4 separate regions of the Zea mays genome follow, and regions 2, 3 and 4 are each linked to region 1. A link is a contact called in public Hi-C data. All regions are on one chromosome and are shown on one strand. Each heading gives the region's core, a stretch centred on a gene start, on an enhancer-like site or on the middle of the called end of the contact. The rest is flanking DNA. Distances are from core to core; before and after follow the strand shown.

The links. A called contact is a pair of places that touch in the nucleus more often than the background predicts.
Region 2: a Hi-C map of tassel shows a contact between it and region 1, with 4 times the contacts expected there. The contact joins the enhancer-like site here to the promoter of LOC103653685 in region 1. A contact is called at or near these places in 2 of 25 Hi-C or Micro-C datasets (ear and tassel).
Region 3: a Hi-C map of bundle sheath shows a contact between it and region 1, with 3 times the contacts expected there. The contact joins the promoter of LOC103653690 here to the promoter of LOC103653685 in region 1. A contact is called at or near these places in 4 of 25 Hi-C or Micro-C datasets (bundle sheath, ear, leaf and 1 more).
Region 4: a contact with region 1 is called in a Hi-C map of leaf, with 10 times the contacts expected there. The contact joins the promoter of LOC103653686 here to the promoter of LOC103653685 in region 1. A contact is called at or near these places in 9 of 25 Hi-C or Micro-C datasets (bundle sheath, ear, leaf and 4 more).

Annotation. Positions count from the first base shown.
Region 1 is chr4:131,563,383-131,566,500 of Zm-B73-REFERENCE-NAM-5.0, reverse strand. LOC103653685 reads right to left here and starts at 1,478. Exons shown (of 5, transcript XM_008680510.4): 1 at 1,297-1,478; 2 at 1,054-1,227. The coding sequence starts at 1,311.
Region 2 is chr4:132,456,205-132,459,322 of Zm-B73-REFERENCE-NAM-5.0, reverse strand. LOC103653689 (pentatricopeptide repeat-containing protein At5g65560) reads left to right here. Exons shown (of 6, transcript XM_008680517.2): 4 at 1-1,025; 5 at 1,106-1,219; 6 at 1,356-1,976. Among protein-coding and RNA genes, the nearest start is that of LOC103653689, 28 kb to the left of the region's middle. Within about 2 kb of position 1,617, at least 17 of the 20 cell types and tissues checked have an H3K27ac peak or open chromatin away from gene starts, as enhancers often do. A contact at or near this core is called in ear and tassel, where this site is marked.
Region 3 is chr4:132,349,824-132,352,941 of Zm-B73-REFERENCE-NAM-5.0, reverse strand. It overlaps LOC103653690, which reads left to right and starts at 1,480. Exons shown (of 4, transcript XM_020552603.3): 1 at 1,480-1,792; 2 at 2,325-2,553; 3 at 2,647-2,730. The coding sequence starts at 2,373.
Region 4 is chr4:132,137,893-132,141,010 of Zm-B73-REFERENCE-NAM-5.0, reverse strand. LOC103653686 (ASC1-like protein 1) reads right to left here and starts at 1,413. Exons shown (of 7, transcript XR_565642.3): 1 at 1,027-1,413.

The DNA.
Region 1 (3,118 bases), core at 229-2,728:
TGTGTCCTAATGAGTTTAGTGGTCTCAGCTTCCAGCAACCACAGCAGCACCTTCCTTTGTGTTATCAGAATCAAAACAATCTCAATACCCCTTCAGATGCTTGCGGACTCCAACAACATCAACAGATTGTGCAGTATGCCCCTGCAAACTTAGAAGCACTCAAGCACACATGCTAACACTAAGACAAAGCACATACAGCTGCCCATTTTACACATGTTAATCTGTTAGACCTTGGATACTGGTCTACTGCACAGCCATAGTCGTGGCAAATCTGTAGTGCTACTACATGAAGTGTAACTAACAATAACAAAGCACGATATTTTGTTTTTCAAACATGATCAGTCATTCCAAGCCTAATAACCTTCCTCCCACCCACGCACAAAAGAATGTATCAGTTCACTCTGGAAAAAATTGAGTTGTAACAATACCACTGCGCAAACTACAATGCACAATACCACTGCACAAACAGCAATGCATAAGTGCAAAATCCTGAGGACGAAATCCAATCCGTATACTATGAGCTCCAAACCCCAACCATTCCAACGAGAAATTTTAACTGCACCACCAACATCACGATAGCAGAGACAAGAAGCGCAGCATCCAGAAGACAAAATTCCCATCCTACGAGCTCCAAATAAGACCACAAAATCAAGAGGACGAAATCCCTATCATACAAGCTCCACATCCCAGACATCCGAATGCGAAATTTGAACGGGGCCTTCACCATCATCATCCCTAAAACAGAAACCGGCCCCACCAAACCGAGAAGACTAAATCTCTACGCTACGAGGTCCAAATCCCAGTCACACAAATTCAAAATTTGAAACGGGCCTTCACCACCATCATCCGGCGACAAGAAAACACAATCCGAAGTCCAGCCGATACAGTCAATCCCAAAACCTCACCTAAAACACAGAACCTCGCATCCTCCAGGCTCCAATCCAAACTGCTCGTATCGTACGCACACCAGCAAAATCCAAAAAAAACTAAACATTCACGAAGCACCCAGCCAAAGCGAGCGGTTCGAGCGGAGAGAGAGAGGAAGAGCCATACCCTGACTTCCATGATGGCCTTGAGCCGCAGGAGCGCGGCGACGCCGTCCTCCTTGGCGGCCTCGAGACTGGCCGCGAGGGCCACGGCTCGACGCTCCGCCGTCAGCACCCGCGCCGCCGACTCCTGCGCCATGTTGAGCATGATCCTGGCGTACGCCTTTTTCATGGCCACCACCTGCACGAAAAACCCCCGATCAGCACGAACAGCGTGCGGCGGCGGCGGGTACAGGGGGAGGAATTTCACCTGGCAGTCCGTCATTTTGGAGTGGGAAGAGATTAGGGGAGGAGGGAGTTGGTTGTTGCTGGAGCTAGGGGTTGTGGCGGTTGCAATAGAGGTGTGGCAAACGGAAAGTTGGAGAGGGAGGTGGGCGCGTCGCGGCAGCCGCTGCTGCGCTTGAGCCTTTTAGCTGGCTGCTTGCTTCCGTTGGAGTGGAAGGAAGGGGCCTGTTTCCGATTTTTAGGCGGAAGCGGTGGGAAGCCCAACTTCCCTAATGTTCCAGCCATGGCGGAGAGAACCCTTTGGTTCCGGGAAATTGTTGTTTCAGCCATGGCGGGGAGAACCTTTTGGTTACGAAGAATTGTTGTCTTGACTCAAGACCAGGGCCGACCCAGCCCAAAATTTGAATAGGGGTCTAATACCTAAGTGAAGACCTAAATAGAAACATAATAACTACTAAATTTTTGTAGGTACGTTAAATAAGATAAAATGTCTACTGAAACTAGAGAATTGAGTGGGGGCATGTGCCCCACTAAGCCTAACGTGGTTCGACCCTACTCAAAACTATCTGTTCGTAAGTTTATATAGTAAACCAGACATAGAAATAATAAAATAAACTTTTATTGTTCACTCTCTGTACACAAGAGAAGACAAAGTTCAAGAAAAAAATGTACTCGTCACGTCCCACAATGCGGCCAATGAGGGTCTAGGTCTATTTGGAAGTAAAGTATTTTTTATAATTTCTAGGTAATAGTATAGTTTGTACTTTGTAGTAATATCATAATATCTCTACTACTCTATAATACTATAATATAGACCATCCATGCACCCTCTGTCTTCCCACGACGTATAGGACTCACATGTCAGTGTCTCCCTTCTTCTTTGTGCGCGCAGCGCTTTGCTCTCCCCTTCCACGCCCTCTACCCTCTACCCCTTAGCCTGAACCATGGTCCTCGCCGCAATCCCCTACCCCCTCTCCCGACCACCTCCATGATCCCCCAACCGAGAATCCCGCTTAGGATGTCATAAAGTCGTCGCAGTGTCGTATCGCCCTGTGATGCCCCCACACCCCCCAGTTCTCCATCGTGTTACTCCCCCGCCACGCGACTCGCCACCCCATGCCTCCACGCGAGACACCTCGGTGGCTAGCACAAGCTGTCCTTCTTCTTCGACTCCGGTGACGCGCGTCGGCCTCCGCCACCCCGTCCCCAAGCTCATCTTCCTGAAGGGTACGCTGGCACATATCCTCGCTCAGCTCAAGGAGAAGCCCGCTGCCTCCGCCCCGACGGGCGCATGCACGTCGTGGCCCTAGCAGAGTCGTTGGCGTTGCAGATCCCGCAAGAGTAGGAGACGCTCGCCTTCCTCCACGCCCGTTCGAATCGGATAGCATCGTGGATCTGTTCATCGGGCGGTGCCTCAGTGGCGGTGGTGGAGGAGGCGATGGTCCCGTTCGTGGAGTAGGTCTGCGATCGCATTCGAAGTCCATGGAAGAGGAGGGGTGCTTGGGTGGTCCCCTGATGAATCCCTCCCGTTCCCCACTCGAATTCACGTTCGTCGGGTCTAATCTGTCATGCTCAAATCAATTCATGTTCTCGATTTGATTCCAAGCGCGTTCACGTCTTCTTTTGCACCATTTTCAAGAGGTGGTGTCAAATCCATGGACGCGATGTCGGCATCAGGGGTGGTAGCAGCGACGCATCACCTCGCACTTTTGTCGAAGGAGGTTAGCAACCTCAGATTGTAAGGCCTCTCTGCTAGAAAGCTTTAAAGAGGTTCATGGTTAGTTTAACATTAAGCTCAGACTTTGTAATAAAACAATCTAACAACAAGGCTTTAATGATAAATTCTC
Region 2 (3,118 bases), core at 368-2,867, 890 kb before region 1:
ATCTTTAAGTCGGTGCCTTTGGAAATGTACTCCGAAGCCTTCTGATTGATAGCTTCGGCTTTGTGTCAATCTTCCGAAGGTGTTTCTTCTCATGGGACCTTCGGCGACGAAGCAGACCCCCAACAGTTCCATTCCACCCTTGTGGTAGCAATGTTTTCTCGGTTGGTCGCTCTATGTTCTAATTAACACAATAATCTTATCATGGACAATAATTAAACCAACAATAATAATGGAATATGATCATCATTCAGATATAATATTAATCCCAAAACTAGGTAGAGCAATACCAAGATTACCCAATAGTTCATTTGTTTGCAAGGTGTAGGGTGAACAAAACTAGGGTAACCTATTAGGTCCCATCAAGTTAAGCTGAGCATGTCACGATGATTATTGAGAACATTATTAGGTAAAGAAAGTGATTAAGGGCGCAACTTGCCTTTTTGGTGCAACTCCAGTTACTTCTCCAATGTTGGTCTTCAAATTCCCGTCACCTCGTTTCTATACGTAGCAATACATATAGATAGACAACGAGTACATAAAAATAACATTACACCAAACATGAAAATAATACGGTCATGCTTTGAAAGTTCTTGATTTGATGAACATCAAGACACTACCACCACAATATATATTGAAGCGATGGACATGAGAAGCATACTATGGAGATGTATAGGATAACCATGGAAGAAGCGTAATTGAAAATCCGAAGTTGGATGCTATGCATCGTAAAAATTATCTCACTCAAAAAATTCTCAGTTTCATAGGGCAAGTAGCAAGTTCATTGGAATGGTGTTTGTTGATAGATAACAAACTTGACATCCTCATTAAGGATGTTTTGGAGCAATTCGATGCTTCTGGATGTAGGTCCTTGTGCAGCTCCTGTGGATGTTCAGGTACCAGATGATGACCAACTGAGGAATGAACGCCTAAAGAAGAAAAAAAAAGTTCAAACAAGAAGTTCACTCAGGCCAAGAACATGGCTAGACAAGGAAAAAAGGAAGGAGCAGAGCACAAAAAAAACAAAGGTATATTGTCATTTCCTATGCTATAGTTTTGTCACAACTTCAGCAGAGGTTAATCAGTTTGATGCTTTCTTTGGATAAAGTTGCAAGAGAGCCATGGCTCGCAAGCACAGGTAGCAGAAGACAGCACTTTCGAGCACAACATGCGGGACTTCCAACAGTATGAGATTACAAATAGCTTCACTCAACTGTTGCAGGTATCAAATTTCAGCAAATACTGGCGTTGAAGAGCAATTTTAGAGGATGTGTTGCAGTGCATATCTTTCGTTCAGAAACTTGGAATCGTTGTTGGGCCAACTGAGCCTTGTTGTGCTGTTTTAACTTGCTGTCCAGGAGACCGACTGCTCGCCTACCAGTCGAGGGGCCGACTGCCGATGGTCCCAACAACTGCATTCAGCAACAGCAATGGTCCAAAACAGGACTACAGGAGTACCCTGTACCCGTAGCAGATTGGCAGTAGTGTCTGCGGGCTGCGGCCCCTCCTCCACACGTGACGTGACACGTTGGTGGGGTCACCGTCCGGAACGTGCCAAACAGCTACAGGCATCAGGGCTCGGTCGCGGTCGGCGTCGGCCCGACGGCCCCAAGCAGAACAAACAAGGGTCGCCTACTGCCGAGGCGTGCCCTCGTATATGGCCTGTCGCCTTCTACTGGTCCTCGTCTGGACTCCCACTGCTGCGGAGGCAAATGTATCAGATGAAGTGAATGCATCATCATGGACCTGTGTGGTCCCCGCCGGCCGTGTGAGGCCAGGGCCCAGGCCGACTGGCCGTGGTGGTTATTGAGGACGTGCAAATTGAGGCCTGATTGCACGCCATGATGTGTCACACCCGGGTTCCGTGGGTAGTAACGCGAAAATAAATCATCAAGTATGTTGCGATCAAGTCTCACACATATATTGACTCATTATATAGAAACGAATGTCATATCATTTATATATAACAGAGTGTTGTATAAAATAGTTAACTAATTACATCATATGAAGACAACGATCCAGCAACCACAGTTGACTGGGAGACGATAGCCTAGACATCTCACGAGCTCATTGCAGCATTCTCCTTGCGTCTCATCTTGGGTATCTGTTCTTGACCTTGGGGATGTGAGTACAACAAGGGTGAGTTCACATATGTTCATCGCTCAACAAGTTGTAGGGAATAATGTGCATGAACTCACCAAAGGTGTGAGCTCATGTGAAGTGTAACGCTTACCAAAGAGGATGATTAAAGCTGAGCATTGCTTTTAAAGTTGGTCAAAATTTTATTAGCAGTTACTAAATATAAGTAGTTATCAACCTAATTAAATAAGAGATCAAGATTAATCAACACCCACAATGCAATGCAAATTACAAATTGAGTTTAATTACATAAGTTAATCATGGGAGTGTCCGAGCTGCTCATGACCGTGAGCACGACTGATATACCTGTTTTACACTCTGCAGAGGTTGCACATCTTTACTCACAAGTCGTGTTATCCATTTGCCATGGGGTTGATCAAACCTCATACACCTCTACCAAGGAAGTGAGGCAGGGTACCACTACGAGGCCTTTATAAAGTCCACTAGCTTCAAAAAACCCGCTACAGTTTCTAGGGAGCGCAGCATAGGAATCCTCCGTCTGAAAAGCCATCGCAGCAAAATCAGCTCGAGAACCTCACTATACCGACCACTCCCCTACTGCCTTTGCCCCTTTCGGGTAGGGTAGTCCTCCACTAGCTTTCTAATTAGTCAGCCAAGGGCGTGCTATACCACCCTTGTGGTAGCACTATTTTCCCGGGTGGTCGCTCCATGTTCTAATTAACATAATGATCTTGTCATGAACAGTAAATAGCACATTTGTAATAAAAGCATGATCATAAATAACTGATATTCTATCACAGTGGCCGCATCTAAAATCAACGCTCGAGATTAAAGGATCCCGCAATCTGATCTCGGCCAACAGATCCAAGATCAACGGCTACAATTTTCGATCACGATGGGGTATTTGAAATTCAATCATGAGCGTTCATCACTGGATCGACGGCCAGAGCCGTTTCTCCCTTGCACGATCCTGTTCACGCAGGTACTGGGCTGCGGCATCCTGCCCGCGGTGACAGGCCCA
Region 3 (3,118 bases), core at 231-2,730, 790 kb before region 1:
ACATGCCATGAACACCCCCATGGGAGGAGCCATCACCCTCTCATACGTGCCACTACTCGCGCAAGCATGCCTCCTAAGTTCCTCCTCATCTCTTAAAGCATGTAATGCGACCTGCAACTCAACATCGTCATCATTGAGGTGAACCCGCCAATGCTAACTTTCATACCTCCTCCAGTATTCTTGCTTTCCCTTCTATATTGTCCCTTGTCAAGCTCCCGTCGAAAGTAATTGCAAACGTCCGACGGAACGTTGCGACAACCTTGCACATTTCGTCCACGTGATGTAAGGTATTGTCTAAAACGAGTAGCACCGCCCTCCTTCCATTGTTCCTTACAATACTTGCACTTGAATACAAGATATGTTATTCCAATGCTCCTAAACTGGATCGATCCGATCCAGCATCCCTGAAAATATCAGTAATATGAGCTATTATTGCAAGCACTGTTGGTCATTATTGCAAATAGCAGTAAGTAACCGTGATAATTTATAAGATTTGAAGTGAAAAAGGGGAAATCCCCAAACCTTAACTACTACACCGGCCAGCTTATCAGCTACTGGGGGAGTAATTAATTGGCTTCAAGGAGTGGCTAATCGACGCAAACACACGATTAGCCGACTTAAACCGGCGGATGGGCTTAGCGGGAACCAACTGTGACAACTAATGGCTAGCTAGGGATACCAGATGATTGGGAGAACAGAGCGATTTACCAGTAGACGGGGGGGGGCTTACCCGTGCGGCAGAGCAGCGGACGATCTGAGTGGTTTCGTGGTCGTAGCCATCGGCTAGCTAGCACGTCGTTGTAGAACGAGCGACTCTAATGGTGGATAGGGCGCTTGCGTGGCACACACAGAGAGCAGGAGGACGAAAGGAAGTGAGTGGATGCGTTGACTAGATAAGGCTGAGTCCAACAGCTCGCCCTGCTCGCGTAAAGCGTCGCAGATACGCGTTTTAGAGGGTTGCGAAGCACTGTAGATCCATCTAGCGGATCACGAACGGATCACGAACGCGGCCATGAAAAAGGACGTTGCCTCTCTCTTCCCTACATCTGCATACCCTCTCTAATCTCCCCTTGTTTTTCGCGAGCTACTGGACGTGCTTTTCTTCTCGCAACACGCAATCGCCTCTGGCACACCCGTGTTCTCGCTCACGAGCGGCTAGCCTCATCATAATAGGGTAATATATTTGCTTATTGGACCATAGAATAGATCAGGCTAAATAGTGTTTTTTTCTTTTTTTCCCTTTTTTCTAACTTCTTTGATTTTTAGTTTGAATTCAGTTATGTGTTTTTAAATTAATTTTAATGGAAAGTCATTAAATAATCTATATTATTTATAAGAAAATTGGCATCAAAAGTTTAGAAATCTCCAAAATTTAAACTCGTAAATCAGCGATACAACGTTACCAGCCGGCCTTGATAATCGATTAACCGGTTAGCCGAATTGATCCATGATTTGGTGAACTAGCGTCCCACTCGGCAAAGGGGAGAAAAAAAGGAACTTAGAAAAAAAATAACATAAAAATAAAAGAAAAGGTAAAGTAAAGAAGAAAGGGGCAAAATGGGAAACCATCAAGTTCCACAAAATCACATCTGCTTCGACTCCACCGCCGCCTCCTTCCTTCTTTCCTCGCCGCCACCCGCGCCGTGAGAGCACCGAGCCGTCCGCGATCACGCTGCGCTCTCCTACAGGCAACGGAGCCGGAGCCGGAGCCCCAGTTGCAGCTGGCTCCGCTGAATTCGGGGCTCGCCGAATACCGCCTCCAGTCGTCTGCGTCCGGGTGCAACTGAATCCGGTACCACCCTGTGCCGCTTGGCATGACACTCCGAGAGGAGGGTTGAGGGACTCAACAGGTCCGAAAATTTAGAGACGAGTGTCGGTGATTATGAATGCATCTTTAGTCGATCGATTCCCTTGAAAAAGGAAAAGGCCTAGGTTGATTCCTTTATCAGAGTCTATACTTTACTTGCTGTCATGGGTGTTGACATTGGGTAATGAGCCTGAATGGGACCCGAAATCACTATTAACCTCAATGGGGCACCTAAATCCGCAGACCCTTGGGGAGGCTGTCTTGAAGGTTTATGAAACGTTGCTGTGACCTTTCCCATTTCTTGGACGTACGGTTGGAGAAATTGATAGATTGCCATGTTTTTAGCTTTCATGGTTCTTCTTCCACAGCGAGATGAATCTACATTCTTCCTGCGCATTCGTTAACGCCATATGATTTAGTTTCCTTCACTTCAGAATCTTATTAGGTCCTTATGGTTATTATAGTAGAAGCTATTTTTTTCCTCCACCAATATGGTTGTTGTGGTGCATTTATGCAGGTTAAGGTACCGTCTTTGTAGACTTGGCTGGAGAAATTGGTTGTTTCTATGATGAAGACTAAGACGAGTAGGAGCTTACAGAAGTCTGGGAGAGGTAATCAGGTCCAAGGAGAAGGGCCAAACTGGGTTCTTGTTGCTGGGGGTTTTTTGCTTAGCGCGCTTTCAGTCAAGATTGGGTGCAAACTAAAGCAGTGGTTCAATGGGAAGCAGCAAAATAATACTTCCAAAGGTATTATGTCATATCATGCCCCTATCTGCAGTTGCAATCTTGACTTGTCTCTGCATTATTTGTATGCTTGCTGCTTACTGTGCAAAATTGCAGCTAAAAGAAGACCTGAAGCATGCGAGCTGCACTCAGACCTCTACCGGTTCAGTGACCAAACTGGCTGTTGCTACTCTGTTTCAGGTGCTTTATCTGTAACTTTTGTTCTGTTCATATGTCACTGAATTTAGTGCTAGAATACATATCTAGCATGTTTGGGGGCTAACCTGCACTATTGGTTGTTTCTTGCTTCTTGGTGGACCTTTTAATCTGTAGGGCTTGGAATGTTTTTTAGCATGTTTTTAAAATACATACAATTTTAAAATACATGTTTTTAGACCTGTGCTATGTATTTGGCTGTGTGTTGAATGTATACAAAAAGCTCTTAGTTGCTGTCCTCTAACCTTGAATTTATTTGACGGATTTTTTATAGTTTGTTTCATTAATGTGATAGGGGGGCCTATGTAGCAAAGATATGGATATACAGATACATTTTAGTTTATATTTTTTAAAAATAATAATGAATTAATGA
Region 4 (3,118 bases), core at 164-2,663, 570 kb before region 1:
AACACCTTATTGCAAAACAGAAAACTTAACATACAAAACCAAAAAGGCACTTTAACAGATATAATATATAAAGCTCAGCGAAATTTATGGTCCCAGAAAATCATGAAGGTGAAGTGAACTGTTCTCACGCTCCACACCTGGAACATGCGTGATATCGTAATCAACAGGTATTGTAGCATTTAAATGGATTTATACTTTATTTTCGTAGCTAAAAATCCTCAACCAACTGATTAAAAAAACAGGAATCTCTTACTCCAGAAACTGTTGTCCAACAGAAGACCTTCTAAACAGGTCAGCCAACTAAAAGAGCAACCAACTGTACTTAAGTTTACCATACTAAAAGAGCAACTAATCCTAGAAATAGTATGCCAATTGGATGTAAATAATGCGACTCTCTTTTAACAAGTCAGTACGAACAGCTGCCAACATAGTGATGTACGAACCAACAAGTTCTTCAAGGGACCTGCTCGATGCAGCAAACCAACCAACCAGGCTACTCCCTCCATATCAAGAACCAACGTTAAAAGAACAAGCATCCCATGGACTCCCGTTACCTTCTATGCGCAAGCTGCATAGCATCAGCATTGGACTAATCCTGGATTCCGGGACCACCATTTCTCGTTGAGAAACATGGTGCCCATACGGTAAGCATATTTCAGTGAACATAGGTCGAGGAGAGGGAAATTTTGCTATGAGAGGAAAAGGAAAAGAAAAGATGTAATTTTAGATCTTGAGTAGAAGCAAATCATTTAAGCTTGATTGCTTAAAAAGGAAAAAAAAACAATGAACCAAATTAACCCAATGCACGCAACGGTTAGATGATGAGATCACTAAAAATAGCGCCTCCTTGCACACAAGACAAGCAGGTTAGCCGAGGCAATTGTACAAGCTGCGATTAGAGCCCGGGGACCCAGCAAAAAGTTGAGGCGAGTTTCTCGGCAGCAGGCTACGCGCTCGCGTCCAGCGCAGAGCCGAAGACCTTGAAACAACGGAAGAAAGAAAGAAAGACGGCGAGTGCAGGCGCACCTCGAAGACGAAGCGGTCGAGGAGGTAGCGGACGGTGGGGAAGAAAAGGACGAAGACGGGGAGCGCGAGGAAGTCGTCGTACGCCGGGTAGGCCTCTCGCTCCCAGTCCACGGCCGCCAGGAGCCGCCCCGCCGCCTCCCCGAGCCCCATCCCCGCTCCCACGGCCCCGGCCGAATCGAAGGTAATTTCTGGATGGAGTCCAGTGGCGGCGGCGGCCAGAAAGGTCGACGGGATTGGACCCGATTCGGCAGCTCTGGGCAGGATTCCCGCTGTGTGGCAACGCAGCGCTTGCCTCTGAAAGCGAATTTACCCTTTTCCCTGTTCGTTTGCCACCGGTTCTTCTCCCTGTGTTCTGTTTTACTCGCGCCCATCTACTGTACGATTAGTTTGAGAAATTTGCTATTTTGCCATTTGGCGATTACTTTGGGCCTGAGCCTCCCTGCGACCCTGCCGCTGCCGGAAAACCTGTACGGATAATTCTAAAAACTTGGGGATTTTCGCTAAGGCCTCGTTTAGTTAGACCGTTAGATGGACTAAACATTAATCCCTGTTTTTATATCATTTAAAGCTAGTTTAACAACTTTATTTTTTAAGGAATTCCTATTTTCCTAAAAAAATAAACTAATTTCTCTTGGGAAATTAATATCTCTTGAGAAAATAGAGTTACCAAACAGTCATCAGTATCTTCTTTTGTTAAATGGAAGGACTAAAATTAAGACTAAGGGCCCGTTAGGTTTCTTTAGTCCAGGACTAAAGTTTAAGTAGGAGACTAAAGTTTAGTCTATGTTTGGTTCTATGGACTAAAAATATTAAAAAACATTAAATGAATCATAAGAGGACCAAAATACCTCCTAGTATTCCTCCACCATCAGTGCAACTGAAATAAAGGAGGGACAAAAGGTGGAATTAATATAGTTTATTTCTTTTTAGACTGTCTCCAGCAGCGTCCCCTAAATTTCGTCCCCTAAAGGAATATTCTCTGTACTTTACAGGACACTCTAAAAGATTCTGTCCTCTATATCTTCTGTGTCTCCAGCAACGTCCCCTAAATTCGTTCCCCTAAAGCTACAGTGTTAACAGAATTCGTTTTTCCTTTTCTTTTTCTGTTTTCTTTGTTTTGTACCCATTTAATGGTACTCAAAGGATGCTAAAAAATTTGTAATCAATAATATTACAAATAATAATCTAAAAACTATGGTTCATTAATAATTTCGAAATGTACAAAATAAATAACATTGCATTTTATGTTGTGTGTAATTATTGTGGAAAAACGTGACACAATATTTGAATCGTATGAAAAAATGTTTACGAATTCACATGCTTCCACCGTAAGCCACGACACTTCTTCAACAAGCCATTGTCTAGCTTCGGCTGCACGACAAGAGCATGGCTTCTCTCCCAAGCCTATCCCTTCTATAAATAATCACTACTTCAACACTTCACTCACACTTCGCATACACTCATCCACAACAATGAAGCGGTTCGTAGATTCCAATATTTTTCTTAGGATGGCACAAGACATGGAAGATGAAGACCATGAGCTCGAGGTTGCGACGTACCAACATCGTAGGCGTCATGCACTTAACGAGTGTCGGTACGCTGGTTCCATTCCCGGTCGTGTTCGAATCCATCGTGACCATATCAGTGGTGATGCAAGAATCCGAGCCGACTACTTTTGCGCCCAACCGGTTTACACGGATGCACAATTTCGGAGGAGGTATGTTTATTCATACGCACATGTATTAACGCCCATAGTACGTACTTGACAATTGTACTAAAAAAAGTTTGCAATATAGGTTTCGCATGCGTCGCCATGTGTTCGAGCGTCTCGTTCTTGTTGTGCAACAAGTGGATCTGTACTTCGTTCAACATCCAAACTGTGCCGGTGAGCTAGGCCTATCTGCCCTTCAGAAAGTTGTTGCTGCCATACGTATCCTTGCATACGGTGTTCCTGCGGATGCCGTTGACGAGTACGTACGAATTGGAGAATCTACAGCACATGAGGCTTTGAAACACATTTGCACTACCATCCAAACTGCTTTTGGGGGGGTATTATCTTAGGAAACCTACTCCTGCTAATATCGCTAGGCTT